2 separate regions of the Oryctolagus cuniculus genome follow, and region 1 is linked to region 2. Evidence: chromatin contacts called from public Micro-C data. All regions are on one chromosome and are shown on one strand. The core of a region is the stretch at or near the end of the contact, and the rest is flanking DNA. Distances in the headings are between cores, read along the strand shown. Region 1 has its middle 250 kb from the start of MAFB. Region 2 holds the start of MAFB (MAF bZIP transcription factor B).

Region 1 (7,085 bases), core at 2,246-4,745, 250 kb after region 2:
GATGGCTCCAAGATTCTGTTCCAGCAGCCCCTGTTTGGGAGGCATGTGAAAGAGCTGCCAATCACTGTGTTCAGAGCACAGCGGGCTCAGTGCTCAGCCTGCCCAGGTTTGCACTGCAGCTCCTGCAACTCTGCAGCATGAGAGGAGTCAGCTGTGTGCTTCAGTTTTCTTTATGAAACAGAGATGCTATGGTACCTCTCTCGTAGTGCTGCTTCAATAATTAAATGAGTTATTGCATGGGACATGCTTAGAATGATGTGCATCGAAAGCACTCAACAGTAACGACAAAACAGAATCGTAGCCACCAAGGTCTCAAGGACCCAAGTCCTTGGTCCACGCTCCTGGCAGACGTGAGGAGGAAGGGTTGACCCTGGGCTCAGATAGAGGCAGAGCACATATCCTTTCCCTGTACATTCTGCTGAACAAATTCTTATAATTTAATCATGACTTTTAATGTTTGAAATGGTGGCTTTTACATTTTACTGAAGCACCATTGCCGGCTGCTCTGTGTTATACTCCCTGTTTATATTGCAATGCAAATTATTCCTGGTGGAGAGTTTACAAACTGCACTTCCATTATTAATAGGGTTATGATTTTCCCCGTTCCACTCTTATCTCTATTGCTTGTGTAATACATAATTCATGCTCACTACCCTTCACTGGTCTTAGTGCCAGGGCACAGAGCGCTCTCTCTCTCGCTCTCTCTCTCCCTGATGACAGTATTTGGTATTCCATGAGAGTGAAATGACCATGTCCCTAGCTTCAGGCTGTCTCTGAAGGGACTCACACACAGGGATAAAGCTTGGGGCCATGTAAGGCCCAGGCCTGAGTTCCATTTCTATTTGAGTTCTGAATCCTAGGCAGACGCACGGAGCGCTTCCCAGGGCCCTAAAGCATCCTTTGGACAGAAGAGAGAAAGGGTGCCTTGCCTGTGGATGGAACAGAGGATTCCTGGGAGGGCTGAGCAGCAGGTGAAGGACCAGCCCGAATTGCAGCTGGCAGCTTCTCGTTAGTATCCTCTGAGTGTGTTCTCGGAGAAGCCAGGGTCTCCGTCCCAACCTCATTCTTGCTGCACTTCTTTCTGGGGGTGGAAGGATATATAGAGCTTTGTTAAGTTAAATTTTTATTTTATTTTTTTAAATTGAAAAATATATTTTTAAATTGTAAGATGCAGAGGGACACACACACACACAACACACACAGAGCTCTCATCTGTTGGTTCACTCCTGAATGCCCACAAAGGTTGGGGCTGGACTACAGCCAAAGCTGGGGGCTGGGAACTCAATCCAAGTCTCTTAAGTTGGTGGCAGGGGTCCAGCATCACTACTGCCGCAGTGTCTACATTAGCCAGAGGCTGGAGTCGGAAGCTGAAGCTCAAACCCAAGGACTCTGATGTGGAACATAGATGTTTTAACTGCTGGGCTAAATGCCTGCTTCCTTGTCTTATTTTTAATTGACACACAATATTTGTACATATTTATGGGACACAACATGGTAATTTGATACACACATATAATGTGTGATGCTCAAATTGGATTGGGATAATTAGTATCCCCATCTCCTCAAACATTTACCATTTCTCTGTGTTGGAAAATCCAAGCTCTGCTCTGTATTATTTTGAAATATATACTAGGTTGTTTTGGACTATAGTTATTCTAAACTTTCCAAAAATTCAGCTTGAGGCTTGAGCCCCTTTGCCTTTCCCACTAGAAATAGACACTGAGGCTGAGTCCCTAAGAAAATACCAGAACAAGGTCTCAAGGTCATCTCATGTGTAGGCATTGAACTTGGAGCGGGAAGGCAGAGCACACTGATCCTACTCTCGAAGCCCTGTGTGCTTGGTCAGGATGACCACTGGACATCCAGGAAGATTTCGGAAGAGACTGAAAGGAAGTAGAGGTCACAGCACAGGGCTGTTTAGCCTCCAGGACAGAAGCAGTGGTGTCTAGGTCACTGTCCTTGTAGACTGCTTTGCCAGGCCCTGCCAACTTGGGGGCAAGCTCAGGACAGCTGCCACTATCAGAATGGACCAAATTTTCTTTGATATTTTTTCCCCAAACCTTGCAGGCCTGGCTTCCCTGCAGGGGAGGGTCCTTCAGGGTCTCGTGGTGGGTGTTTGCGCTCACCTCACTGTCCTCTTTCCACTGGCAAGAGCTGGCCCTTTCACTGTCCTTAATGCCTCCATTCCCAAGAGGTGCTCCCCCTCCCCTTGTCTGCTTAACCTCCATCAGCGCCTCCAGCACTGTACTCCCACTGTGAATCACTCATTCTCTTTTGTCCAGCCTGGGCCCAGCTCCCTGGGGTAGGCCCGATGGTATTGGAGGATGTACAGTGTCATCCACATCACTTCCCTGTTCCCTGGCTGAGGAGGAACCGGAGGTCGTGGTGGGTGGGCTGCTCCCAAGGTCCCTTGGTCAGTGCCCACAAATTATATCCCCCCTTCTGGAGTCTTAATCCTATAGCGTGGGTCTAAGAGGTAGCCTCATGAGGCCCCTTTATGAGGATGTGTGGGACTTGATGGCCAGCTCCCCCACTTCCCTGGAGATTTTGCTGGACTCTTTCTTTTTTTAAAAAAGATTTACTTATTTATTTGAAAGAATTAGAGAGAGAGAGAGAAACCTTTCATCTGCTGGTTTGCTTCCTAATTGGCTGCAACGGCCGGAGCTGGGCTGATCCAAAGCAGGAGCCAGGAGGTTCTTCTGGGTCTCCCAAGCGGGTGCAGTTGCCCAAGGACTTGGGCCATTTTCTGCTTTCCCAGGCCATAGCAGAGAGCTGGATCAGAAGTGGAGCAGTGGGACTTGAGCTGGGGCCCTTATGGGATGTCAGCATCGCAGGTGGTGGATTTTCCCGCTACGTCACAGCGCTGGCCCCATCTGCTGGACTTTTGAATGCCGCCTTATTCCCTGAGGTCCCTGCAACCAGGAGAGGTCCCTTCTGGAGTCTGTGGCTCTATGTCTCTCCCAACAGCTCTTCGAATCCCTGCTCAGCACACGCTCCCCATTTTCCTGGCAGACTCTGAACTTTTTCCTTGTTGTCCTTTTCCTCCCTTTTCCTCTCCCTGTTCAGCAATCAAGTATGCCCATTTACCCACTCACACATAGACACACACAAATAAAATATGCATCACACACACACACACACACACACAGGCATAGCAATGCAAGTGGAAGCTGCAATCTGAGGTCCTCAGGGAAAACCACACGTGGGCACCTGTCCCCAGAATCCCATGTGGGAGCACTCACTTACACACGGGCACTCACAGACACACACACACACACATGCACACACACGCTATTGAGAGGCACATGGGTCACGTGGAGATCCCAGGGCAACAGATGCAAACACACAGCTGCAAGCCACGCTCACTTCCAGGAAGCCCGCTTCTTCCCCCGCGCCGGGGTGCAGGAAAGCGGCTGCGGACAGCTGCAGAGCTGCTCGGCACACCTCAAGGGCCCCGAGTTACCCACTGAATCATGAAGCCCTTTCCTGTTTAAGGTTATTTTCTTCTGGCGAAAGGGAGCTACTTATTTCCAAGAAGTGGAGCCAGGGGAGTCTGCTGAGGCCGCGCGGTGGTGGCTGGGGACACATTTTGGCTCCCTTCCTCCCGGGAGGTTTGTTTACACAGCTCCCGTTTCTTTGGGCTTCAGGGCCCTAAGAGGCACTGTCTCTGTGCTCTGCCTGAGTGAGTTGAGCAGAACAGAGCTGCAATGTTTGAAGGCTCCTGGTTAGTGGCCATTTATGGAGAATGATCCTCAGTTACTGCCAGGACCTAGTGGGAACTTCTGCTAACTTCCTCTGGGATCCAGCCGCTGCTAGTCAGTTTCAGGACTCCTCTTCAGGCCAGCCAGGTCTGTGGGTGGAATCTCCTTTGACTATCTGCAGCAGGCACCTTGTGCAAGGGGCTCAGCCTTATACCCATAACTCCATGGAGAACAGGTTTAAGCTTGTTTTGCTTACTGCTGTGTCCTGAGCACAAGGAACAGTGCTGGACTCACAGCAGGCATTTCACAAACACTTGTTGCCTTGAGTATCTAATGCAACATAACATCTTTTGATTTGAGTGCTTTTTTCTCCATGCACAAATGGGGCAGCTGAGGCTCAAAAAGGAGACAGCCCCGAACCACGTAGTTACAAGTTGAATGAGGAACTGAACCGAGGTCCCTAGCTCCACAGCACAGGCTTGTCCCAACTCTGCTATGAGGGGAGTTCGGACTTGCTGGTCTTAGGGGTCCTCAATCTTGCTTACCATATAGATTGTGATTTATGGTTCCTTTAAGCTTAATGGACAGGGAACTCAACTCATGAAACAGAACAGTATAATCCGGGTTACTGGGTCACTCCTCCTCCTAAGCTGGTTCCACTGGCTCTGGGGTTTCCCCATTGTCTGGCCATGCATGGCTGTCTCCACCCAGAGATTAGACACCTTAGAACTAAGCCCAGTGATGAGTCTGCTCTGGGTCCACCATGTAAGTCTCATTCTTGGGAATCCAATGGTTGTGTGATGATTGAGGTTCTGATGCCTCACATCACAGGTCTTCTGTTGAACTGGGCACTGTCCCTGCTCTCCAGGGCTCACAGTCTAGTGGAGGAGGCAGACATGGGATTGGATAAAACCTAGGCCACATAACGAATGCAAGAAAGAGGCTGTGGTACTTAGAAACGAGAGAAGCTCACACTTAACCCAAAGGTGATCAAAGTACAGCAAGCAACAGAACTGGCTTACAACATGGAAGTGTGGGTCCTAAATATTCTACTTCGGCAAGTCTGGGAAGGGGCCCAGGGGTCTTTGTACTTCACTCCATGTGAAGCCAGGACAAGAGGTCTGTGCGAGAAGACAAGGCTTGAAACAAATCTCTAACAAGGTGTCAGAACAACCATCACGGGCAAAAGATGGCACCTTCAGGGATGCGTAAGGTTTTATCAACAAGCAGGAGAAAAGCCCTTGAAACACTCTAAAGTAATTTCAAAAATATGTTTGTTGTAGACATAATCAAATGAGAGGACATAATTGAAATAAAATGTAAAAATGGTTCCCAGGGTCCTGTGTTTACTGTGTGACCATTCAGACATTTTCAGGCGAACATGAAATATATGAATTAAATTCCCAGACATATAAGTTTGTTTGTATCTGTAGCTCCAGCTGCACCTGTAACTGGGCTTGGGTATTTACAAGCATGGCGTGGGGTACCACCATCACCGTGGCTTCCGCTGATGCTGAGGTGGATGCTGGGATGCCTAGGCACAGTGAACAACAAGCCCAGAGGATCCTTCCTTCTTATCCTTTGTGGCTTTTTAATAAAAGCTGATGCAGATCATATTTTGTTTTATAAATAATTTTTGTTGATTGTAATATACATGCATGCACATATCTCAAGTGCATCGCTGCTGCTGAATTTTCTCAATGTGGAGATACCCATGGAACTAGCCCCCAAATCAAGACGAAAAATGGGACCAATATCCCACTCATTCTCAAGCTCCCTGCCCTGCCCCTTTCCCAGGACCCGGACAGCACTGGGGCAGGCTCAAGGATAAGTTTGAGGTCCCTTCTCTCCCAACACATTCATCCAAGACTTATTTCTGATGGAGGCTTCCCCCAGGTCACAGGAGCAAGGGCAAGGCTTGGCTCCAGCAGGGTGCCAGATACAGGGATGATAGCTATAAGCAGTGGTCAGATGCTGGGTCCTAGGGGACCAGTCATCCTGAGCGATCCTCACAAGGGCCCACCTACTGCTCTCATTTTGATCTTAGTTAGCTCCTGGGGTGTGGTCTCCGTGCTGCGGCGTTGCACAAACGTGGAAGAGTCTTCCCTGCAAGCTCCTTTGAACTCGAGGTCTCCCTGCCTCTTCCCCCTGTACCATCTCCTTTCACATCTTGGGGAACAGTCTCCCATGTTCTCTGAGTCTTGATTCTTGAATTTTCAGCATCAACTGTCTATGCTAATGCTTTGACAGGGGGACCTTTAAGGATTTTATATTATGTGTGTGTGTGTGTGTGTGTATACATATATATATATATGCATATATATATATATATCTTTCATTTTCCAAAGAAGTACGTGTTTGTGGAAATATGCTGATTGTATAGCAAGGTGCAAAGTAAAATGTGAAAGAAAATCTTTCCTGGCTGCTTGTATTTCCTCTCCCCTTCTGCCCAGGGGACAATGATGGGCAGAAACAATGTGTAATCCAGGTAGTTCTCTTCAGTCCTCTCTTGGTTAATGCCAAAACTGGGGTCATGCTATCACATTTTATAACTTTGTTTTTGTCCTTAACAGTATAGTGTGCACATCCTTCCAAATCAGCCCATATAACTCAGCTTGGTTCTTTTTAACAAGTTCATAGAATTTACCAGCTTGAATGAACCACAAATGATTTGGCTGTCCTGTTTTTTTTCTTGGAAATTTAAGTTGTCTTCTGTTTTTTGCTATGTTGAATAAGCTGGAGTAAATGTGTTTTATTTACTTAATCGTCCAAGTTCTTCAAAGGGAAAAATCCTGGAGGTTTTAATGGCTGAGGTAAAAACATGTCTGCCATTTATTTAAATTTTTAAAATTTTGAGGGGGGGGGAGGGAGAGAAAGAGTGAGAGAGAGAGAGAGAGAGTATGAATATGAATTTTCCATCGGTTGGTTCACTCCCCTGTGTGAAATGCCTGTTATAGCCCCAGCTGGTTCAAGTTGATTCCGGGAGCTCATAACTCAATCTGGGCCTCCCACGTGGATTACAGGGACTTAGGTATTTGCATCATCACCTGGTGTATCCCAGGGTGCACGTTAGTAAGAAGTTGTAGGTGGAAGTGGAGCCAGGACTCAAACTTGGGCTTCCTGAAAAGGAATACAGGAATCTCAAGCTGTGTCTTAACTGCTGTGCCAAATGCTGCCCCCCACCTACCTTTAGTTGCTATGTCATGATTACTTATGCTTTTGCTAACACAGTAATCAAAAATCATTATTAAATAATTTCTCTAACCATTAAGCCTTATAAATCTTTCAAAATTTATTCCTACTTGAAGGTAGAAATGACTATTCTATTCTACTCTGTGTTTCCTTGAACACTGACAAGCCTTAGTGTCTTCCCATAATCTTTTT
Region 2 (7,343 bases), core at 3,387-5,886:
TGTCTTGCACTCCTGCCTGGCTCCCCAGCCCAGCCCCACAGAGTCAGGGAGGAGGAGAGGGAAGGGGGAGCCCAAGCACGTGAGGCTGCCATCCACAATCCACAAGAAAGCACAGGAAATGCTCCTGATGTAAGGGAGCCCTCTTGGCAGGGACGTGGCACCCCTGGAAGCTCAGCCTTGAGCTGAGCCACTAATCCTGTGGACAGCTAGAAGTCCCAACCCAGAGAGCAGCTGGAGAACAGGCCCCCCCAGCATGCTGCCCACTCAAGATGGAGCCCACACACTTCCTAGAACTCAGTGCTCTGGGCTTGCAACCGAAAGCTCCAGCTCATCAGCACTGTGGAACTTGCAAGAAATCACTTACCGTCTCAGAGCTTCGTTCTTTGTGTTAAGTGGGGATCATGCTACCCATTTGTGCCATAGGAGTGCATGAGCAGCTGTGCTTCATGCTCTTGGGCCACCTCTATGTATCTGGATCTGCCTAGCAATCTTGCACCTGCCTGCCTACCCATCTCTGCAAGACAGTAGTAAAAACTGCCAGCTCACAGGGTCGTGAGAATTCAATGCAAAAGTGAACGCTCAAAGGCTTTTGCAAGGCTCTGCACATCATCAGACAGTCTGTCTGTATGGAAGGTAATGCTGCCCAGTGGTTATCTGCTGAGTGCTGCTCAACAGAAAGACAGGGTGGGCCACATGGGTGCTTTTTCTAGCAGTCACAATAAAGCAAAGCAGAAGGAAATGTGTGGTGATTTTAAGCTTACATTTCCACTGCAGTATGTGTGTCTGCGTGTGGGGGGCTGTGCAACACAGGGACTCTGGTTCCCTGTTGGGGCCACTGAATCCTCAGACTGCCTAAAGGCTACCAGGGCCCAGAACTATAAGAAGAGTTTTGGAAGCACTGGGTTGGAACCTGATGGCCATTGTGTGGGACAGGAGAATGTAGAAGTGACAGCTGCTTTGAGGAAAGAGCAAATTGGAAGGGCACAAACCCCCTGCCTCTTCTTGGAAGCCTCATACCTCCGGGAGGCTCCGAGTAAGCGGGAGCCGTCCGAACCTTTCGTGACCGCCAGTCTCTGCTTGGCGACCTCGGAGGGCGAGAACCTGAGTTTCCGGCTCCCGCGTCCCGCGTGCTGCGGCTCCCCACCCAACACAAGCGCGCGCGCGGACACCCACATACACACACACCACTCCCGCATGCCTCCAGTCGCATCCACCGGCGCACAGAAGCGCCTTCGCTCTCGCCAAACACCTGCAACCCTCCGGAAAACCACGGGCGAACCCCGCGCACCTTCGGGCTGAACGCCGAGGCCAGGAGCGCAGCACCGGGCTGGAGGCGCACGGGAGGGCGCGGCGCCCGGACTCGCTCCAGTTCTCCCGTTGGCTGACGGAGGCGGGCGGGGGCAGCGCGGAGAGCCTCGCGCTCTGCAGCGGGCAATGGGCTTCTTCCCTTAGGGAATAACCCCGCATCCCAAGGCCCCGCGCCTAGAAGGCTACATGGCGGCTTGCCCGCGCAGACCTCCTTCATCACCGCCAAAGAATCCCGAAGTGGCGCGTCTGGGACCGTAGAGGCTCCGGCCCAACTCGGGTGGGTAGGGAGAGGGCGTCGCTCTCGGGTTACAACTTCACACTGGAGTTTTGATGGCAAGCGACACCGTGCTGCTCGGTAGCGGGGGGGGGGGGGGGGGGAGGGCTTTCCTTCCAGGAGGCTTGAGACCCTGCCTCCCCACCGCCGCCCCCAAATCTCCTGCCGTCCCTACCTTTCTTGCAGGGCGCGGGACTCCGAGGTAATGGGCACACAGCATCTCCGGCCCCGCCTATCTTCTAAGGATGGGGAGCAGCCCCCAGGTACTGCCGCGTGGCCAGGCCGGGAGCCAGGCACACAGAGCCAGAGCCCGCGGTGGCAGTGGAAGCCAGAGGCTACCAGGCCTGGAGCTACACGACGCCGCGGAGGAAGGGGCGCTCGGCCACGAAGCGGGGTTGGCTGCGGCCTTCAAGGCCTTCACTCCGGGCAGCCTGCGTGTCTTGGCCACTGGCAGGGGGTCAGGCTGTTTCCCACTTTGTTCTGGAGGGGAATTGGAGAGTGGGGAGAGGAGGAAGGGACTTAGGCTGGGAGAGCCGCAACAGAGCGGCTTTTGGCGCGAGGTGAATTTAGGGATGGGTGCAGATATCTCAGCTCAAAGCCCATGGGAAGGGGGTGACTGCGACCGAGGCAGAGGTACGGGGACAAAGAGGAGGAAGACTGCCCAGACAAAGCCTGAATGCCGGAGACCCTGCTTGCGACGGCGGCAGAGACGCGAAGAAGAACGCGAGATTTGGAACCGCGGAGTCTCGAAGGCAAAACCCTCTTGCGACGGCGAGGGTCAGGCAGATCCAAAGGGGGCACGCGGAGTGTGGGGTGCACAGCCCGGCCTGCCCACTTTGGCGCTCGCAGAGGGCCGCAGCGCTGGGCGCAGTCTGCCAGCTGCGCGGTCTTCTACTGTCCGGCCCGCAGGGAGGGAGCTGCGGCTCCGGCTCAGTGGATGCCTCCGACCGCAGTGTGTTCGTTCGGGCCCGGACCCTGGAGGCCCAAGCCAAAGCTTGCCCAGACCCAAGGGAACCAGGCCGGGGTGGCATCGAAAATGATCCCTCACTGGGCCGCGGTCACCGCGTGCAAACGCGACGGGGACACTTACAGGGCCAATGCAAGTCCCTAGGGTCCAGCAGCGGACAGGAGCAGGGCAGCTGCACGCCCCGGGCTTTCTCCCCCTTTCTGCGGGAACGCGCTTCTCCCAGAGGGTTGCAGACGGGTTTTCCCAGCATTACAATAGCTGATCGGGACCTTAAAGTTGAAGATTTAGTTAGAGCGCACTGATTTCATTAAAAATAAGCGACCCAAGCGCACGCCCAAGTACAGCCTTCCCGAGGGCGCCAGAGAATAGAGGGTTTTCAGATTAATTGGAGGCAAATATTTTATCTTATAACACTTCAAAAAAAAAAAAAAATCTGGCCGCGTCCGCATCAGGGTGGGCCCCTAGACCTCCCTGCGCGGCGTCGGTCGGTCGTGCTGGCCCGGTGCAGCCAGCGGTCGGGACGCACGCACTCACCCAGCGCAAGCTTCGCTGGCCTTTCCCTCGTGCTCCCCAAGCTGGAGAAATAGGCGACGCGGGAGGCGGGTCGGGTCTCCGGGTCCAGCGAATTCGCCACGTATCCGGTTTCGGTGCCCCCGCCAGAGCCTCCGGAAAGACCCCAGATTTCTGGTCATCCCGTCCTGGGGTGGGGAGGGTGCGCTTCGCGGGAGAGCCCCGTTTGGACGCCTACAGCGCTGCGCTCCCGTCTCCCAGTCTGCGCTCCAGGGAGGTTTCTCACCGGACAGTCCTGGTCCTCCTCACCGTGGTGTTTCCAATATCGGCCACCCGCCCGTCCCCAGCCCAGGACGACGGCCACTCTCGAAGGCTCGGGCATGGAATTTCATCGGGGCGACTGGCGCAGGACTCGCGGCTGAGTCTGAAGATAGGACCGGAGGACCTGCGTATGGCTCAAGGGGAACCTGTGGTAGGCCCCGACGCACACACGCCTGTGTTCCGGGCTGGCTAGAGTTGGCCCGGGTTCGGAGACCTGGCCGGGTCCGAGGCGCGGTCCAAGCCTCCGGGCAGTGGGCAGGAGCGCCTCGCGTCGCTTTTGCGCACAGTGGCCACTTGGGGTCGCACTTTATGCCTGTTTGAGCCTCTCCGCGGCGGGCAGACTCCGTGATCTGCTTAATGGTTACAAAACGTTCAAACAAAAACAGGGCCGGTTCCCCAGAAGCCGAGAGAGAGCCACTGGAGCCCCGTCCCGGGCTGGCCTCGGCCCCAGGCTCGGAGCGCTCAAGGTTGCGTGCGTCTGGCTGGGGACGGGGATTCAGGGCCTTCGGGCCGATTCTTTCCCCCGGTGCCTTCTCGGTGAGCATTTGCGGGTGGGGTGAGCGCGGGGAGCGGCGGGGCCAGCGGAGTCAGGGCTCGGCCACCCCGCGGGAGGGGATCGGCCCCCTCTTAGTCTCCGAACGATCCCAGGAGGCTAAGAGTTGGGTCTGTACTCAACTCGCTGAGCCCCAACCCTGCCTCCAACACACAGATACGTGCCGACCTCCAGACACACAGGCGCGCACCGCACACCGTCGCTCGGCCCCGCGGCTGCGAGGACACGGAGCGTCGCCCACTGGGCGGGGGCCGCTTGGGAACAAAGGGCCCGGGAGGCGTCGTCCCGGCGCTCATTCTGAGCCTCCTAGGGGGTGACACGGGCTGGGGGTGGGGGGTTGGAGGGTGGAGCAAAGGGTGTGGAGGGAGGAGAGCGCGCGGGGGAGTGGAAGCGTCGTCTTGGCTAGGAGGTAGGGCGCGCTCCGAAGACGAGAGTGCGGGGCCGGGACCTGGCGGGTGTGGGGGGTTGGGCCGGGCCAGCCGTCCCGCTCGGCTCCAACCCTCCGCCAGGCCTCGCCGGCTCCGGGGCTGCTCCGGCCGCCAGTCAGCTGACGCGGGGGGCGGGGGAGCTGTCAGGCGCGCCCCGCCCAGTGCGGGCCGCGGGGGCCGAGCAGCCATTGGCCAGCGCGCCGGGCCGCCCGGGCCCCCGCGCCCCGGTGACTCAGGGAGGCGATAAAAGGCGGCGGCGGCGCCGGATCCAGCACAGCTGCACAGCCGGGCTGCGAGCGGCTGCGAGCGAGAGGACCCCAGAGCGAGAGAGCTAGGGAGCGAGTGGCGGGCGCTCGCCCCGCGCCTCCCCTCCGCCCCATTACGCGCCCCGCTTGCCTCTGCGCCCTGCACGACTGCCTCGGCTCGGTCCCAGCGCAGCTACAGCCTCGAGCTCTGGGGCAGCGCAGGCAGCTCTGGGACTCTCCGGCTCGCCGCCGCGTCCCCAGACAAAGGCTTGGCCAGCGGCCCCAGCCCGCTGCGCCCTCGGCTCCCGGCCTCTCCGGCTCGCCGCGCTTCGCCCCCGCGCTTGGCTCGGCGCGCCCCGGCCGGCCGCAAAGTTTCCCGGGCGGCAGCGGCGACTGCGCCTCGCGTCAGCGATGGCCGCGGAGCTGAGCATGGGGCCAGAGCTGCCCACCAGCCCGCTGGCCATGGAGTACGTCAACGACTTCGACCTGCTTAAGTTCGACGTGAAGAAGGAGCCGCTGGGGCGCGCGGAGCGTCCGGGCCGGCCCTGCACGCGCCTGCAGCCAGCCGGCTCGGTGTCGTCCACACCGCTCAGCACGCCGTGCAGCTCGGTGCCCTCCTCGCCCAGCTTCAGCCCCACCGAACAGAAGACCCACCTGGAGGACCTGTACTGGATGGCGAGCAACTACCAGCAGATGAACCCCGAGGCGCTCAACCTGACGCCCGAGGACGCGGTGGAGGCGCTGATCGGCTCGCACCCAGTGCCACAGCCGCTGCAGAGCTTCGACGGGTTCCGTGGCGCGCACCACCACCACCATCACCACCACCCTCACCCGCACCACGCGTACCCCGGCGCCGGCGTGGCCCACGACGACCTGGGCCCGCACGCGCACCCGCATCATCACCACCATCACCAAGCGTCGCCGCCGCCGTCCAGCGCCACCAGCCCCGCGCAACAGCTGCCCACCAGCCACCCCGGGCCCGGGCCGCACGCGGCGACGGCGGCGACGGCGGCTGGCAGCAGCGGCAGCGTGGAGGACCGCTTCTCCGACGACCAGCTCGTGTCCATGTCCGTGCGCGAGCTGAACCGCCACCTGCGAGGCTTCACCAAGGACGAGGTGATCCGCCTGAAGCAGAAGCGGCGGACCCTGAAGAACCGGGGCTACGCCCAGTCGTGCAGGTATAAACGCGTCCAGCAGAAACACCACCTGGAGAATGAGAAGACACAGCTCATTCAGCAGGTGGAGCAGCTTAAGCAGGAGGTGTCCCGGCTGGCCCGCGAGAGAGACGCCTACAAGGTCAAGTGCGAGAAACTCGCCAACTCCGGCTTCAGGGAGGCGGGCTCCACCAGCGACAGCCCCTCCTCTCCCGAGTTCTTTCTGTGAGTCGTGGCCGGTCCCGGCCCCCGCCCTTGCCCTGGCCCGGACTCCCCGTTCCGTGTCCCCGGCCCTGGACTCCCCCGGACCCTGTCCCTGCCGCGGCCCCAGCCTTGACCTGTTTGACTCGAGCGAGAGGGAGGAAGGGCGCGCGGGCGACGGGCGGGAGTGCGGGCGAGCAGGGGACCTTGGCGAGGGCGAGAGTAGCGCACGCCAGCGCCGCCTCCTAGACTCGGGCAGAGCCAGAGAGACAAAGGGGGTGGGAGGTCCCGGAGCAACTTTCCTCCATCCTGGAGGACCGCAAGGCGTAGTGCGGAGGAGTCGCCCAGGCCGCGGGAGACGCCTGGCGTCCTGAACTTTGCGCACTAAGCCTGAGCCGCCGCTTGGCGGTCCGGAGCGCACTCCGCCCCAGGAAGACAGCGGCGAGCAGAGAGGAGAGAGGGACCCTGGCGTCCCAGCAGGCGCCGGGCGAGGCTCAGCGAAAGCGAGGAGGATGGACGGATCCGTGTGTCCGGAGTCCGGGAACACTGGCTCTCAGCCCTGAGACGCCGGCCTCTGTTAGGACGTTCGGCGCGCAAATCTCATCAGTTTTATTGCCTGCTTGATTATATAGAAAAAAAATACGAAAATCTGCATTAAAAATATTAATCCTGCATGCTGGACATGTATGGTAATAATTTCTATTTTGTACCATTTTTTCTTGTTTAACTTTAGCATGTTGTTGATCATGGATCATGACCCCCTGGTTTCTTTGGGTGAGAAGGGATCCCAGCTCGGAAACTGTGGCAGCTGCGGGCCGGGGTTCCAGTCTCGGCGGTCGGCTTGTAAATACCTGTCCCACCAAACCGCGCACGGAACGCGGCAGCAAGCTGGGTGTCTTTGTTTGGGTTTATTATGATGGCTTTTTTTTTTAAATTTGTAAACAAACAAAAAAGGAAAAGAAAAAAAAGTTCCTTGTATTTGCATCACAGCGGTGTCTTGAGGCGCCCTTGGAAGTTGCATGTTTTCTCCCCTTCCTCTGTGCCCTTTTGAGCTCTTGCCCCTTTTCTGCTTTTGTCCTCAACTTTGTTGGTGTTGAGAGAAGGGGAGAGCGGAGGTCTCAGCCCGGGAGAGCCAGGGCAGCCGCGCACTTCTGCGGGGTTTCTGCACCCCGCTCCCCACCTGTCTCGCGGCCAAACAGACTAGCCCCTGATAAGGAAAGGGAAGGAAAATGGATCTTCTCCGGTTTTTATGATGAGCACAGTCACCCCAGGGTCCCTTTGGGAACCTCTAGGCCCGTGCTAATCCCAGGGGTAGCTCCTAGGCTGAGTGGCTTTGCCATCCTCCACACTGGCTCCTAGTGCCCAGAGCTTGTAGAGAACCA

What was found. A called contact is a pair of places that touch in the nucleus more often than the background predicts.
Region 1: a contact with region 2 is called in a Micro-C map of ear pinna, with 2.5 times the contacts expected there. The contact joins the enhancer-like site here to the promoter of MAFB in region 2. A contact is called at or near these places in 2 of 6 Hi-C or Micro-C datasets (ear pinna and an unstated tissue).

The regions. Positions count from the first base shown.
Region 1 is chr11:18,506,131-18,513,215 of mOryCun1.1, forward strand. No RefSeq gene overlaps it. Among named protein-coding and RNA genes, the nearest start is that of MAFB, 250 kb to the left of the region's middle. Within about 2 kb of position 3,496, at least 1 of the 8 cell types and tissues checked has an H3K27ac peak or open chromatin away from gene starts, as enhancers often do. A contact at or near this core is called in ear pinna, where this site is marked.
Region 2 is chr11:18,253,768-18,261,110 of mOryCun1.1, forward strand. MAFB (MAF bZIP transcription factor B) reads left to right here and starts at 4,637. Exons shown (of 1, transcript XM_008274435.4): 1 at 4,637-7,343. The coding sequence starts at 5,018. The coding sequence ends at 5,989.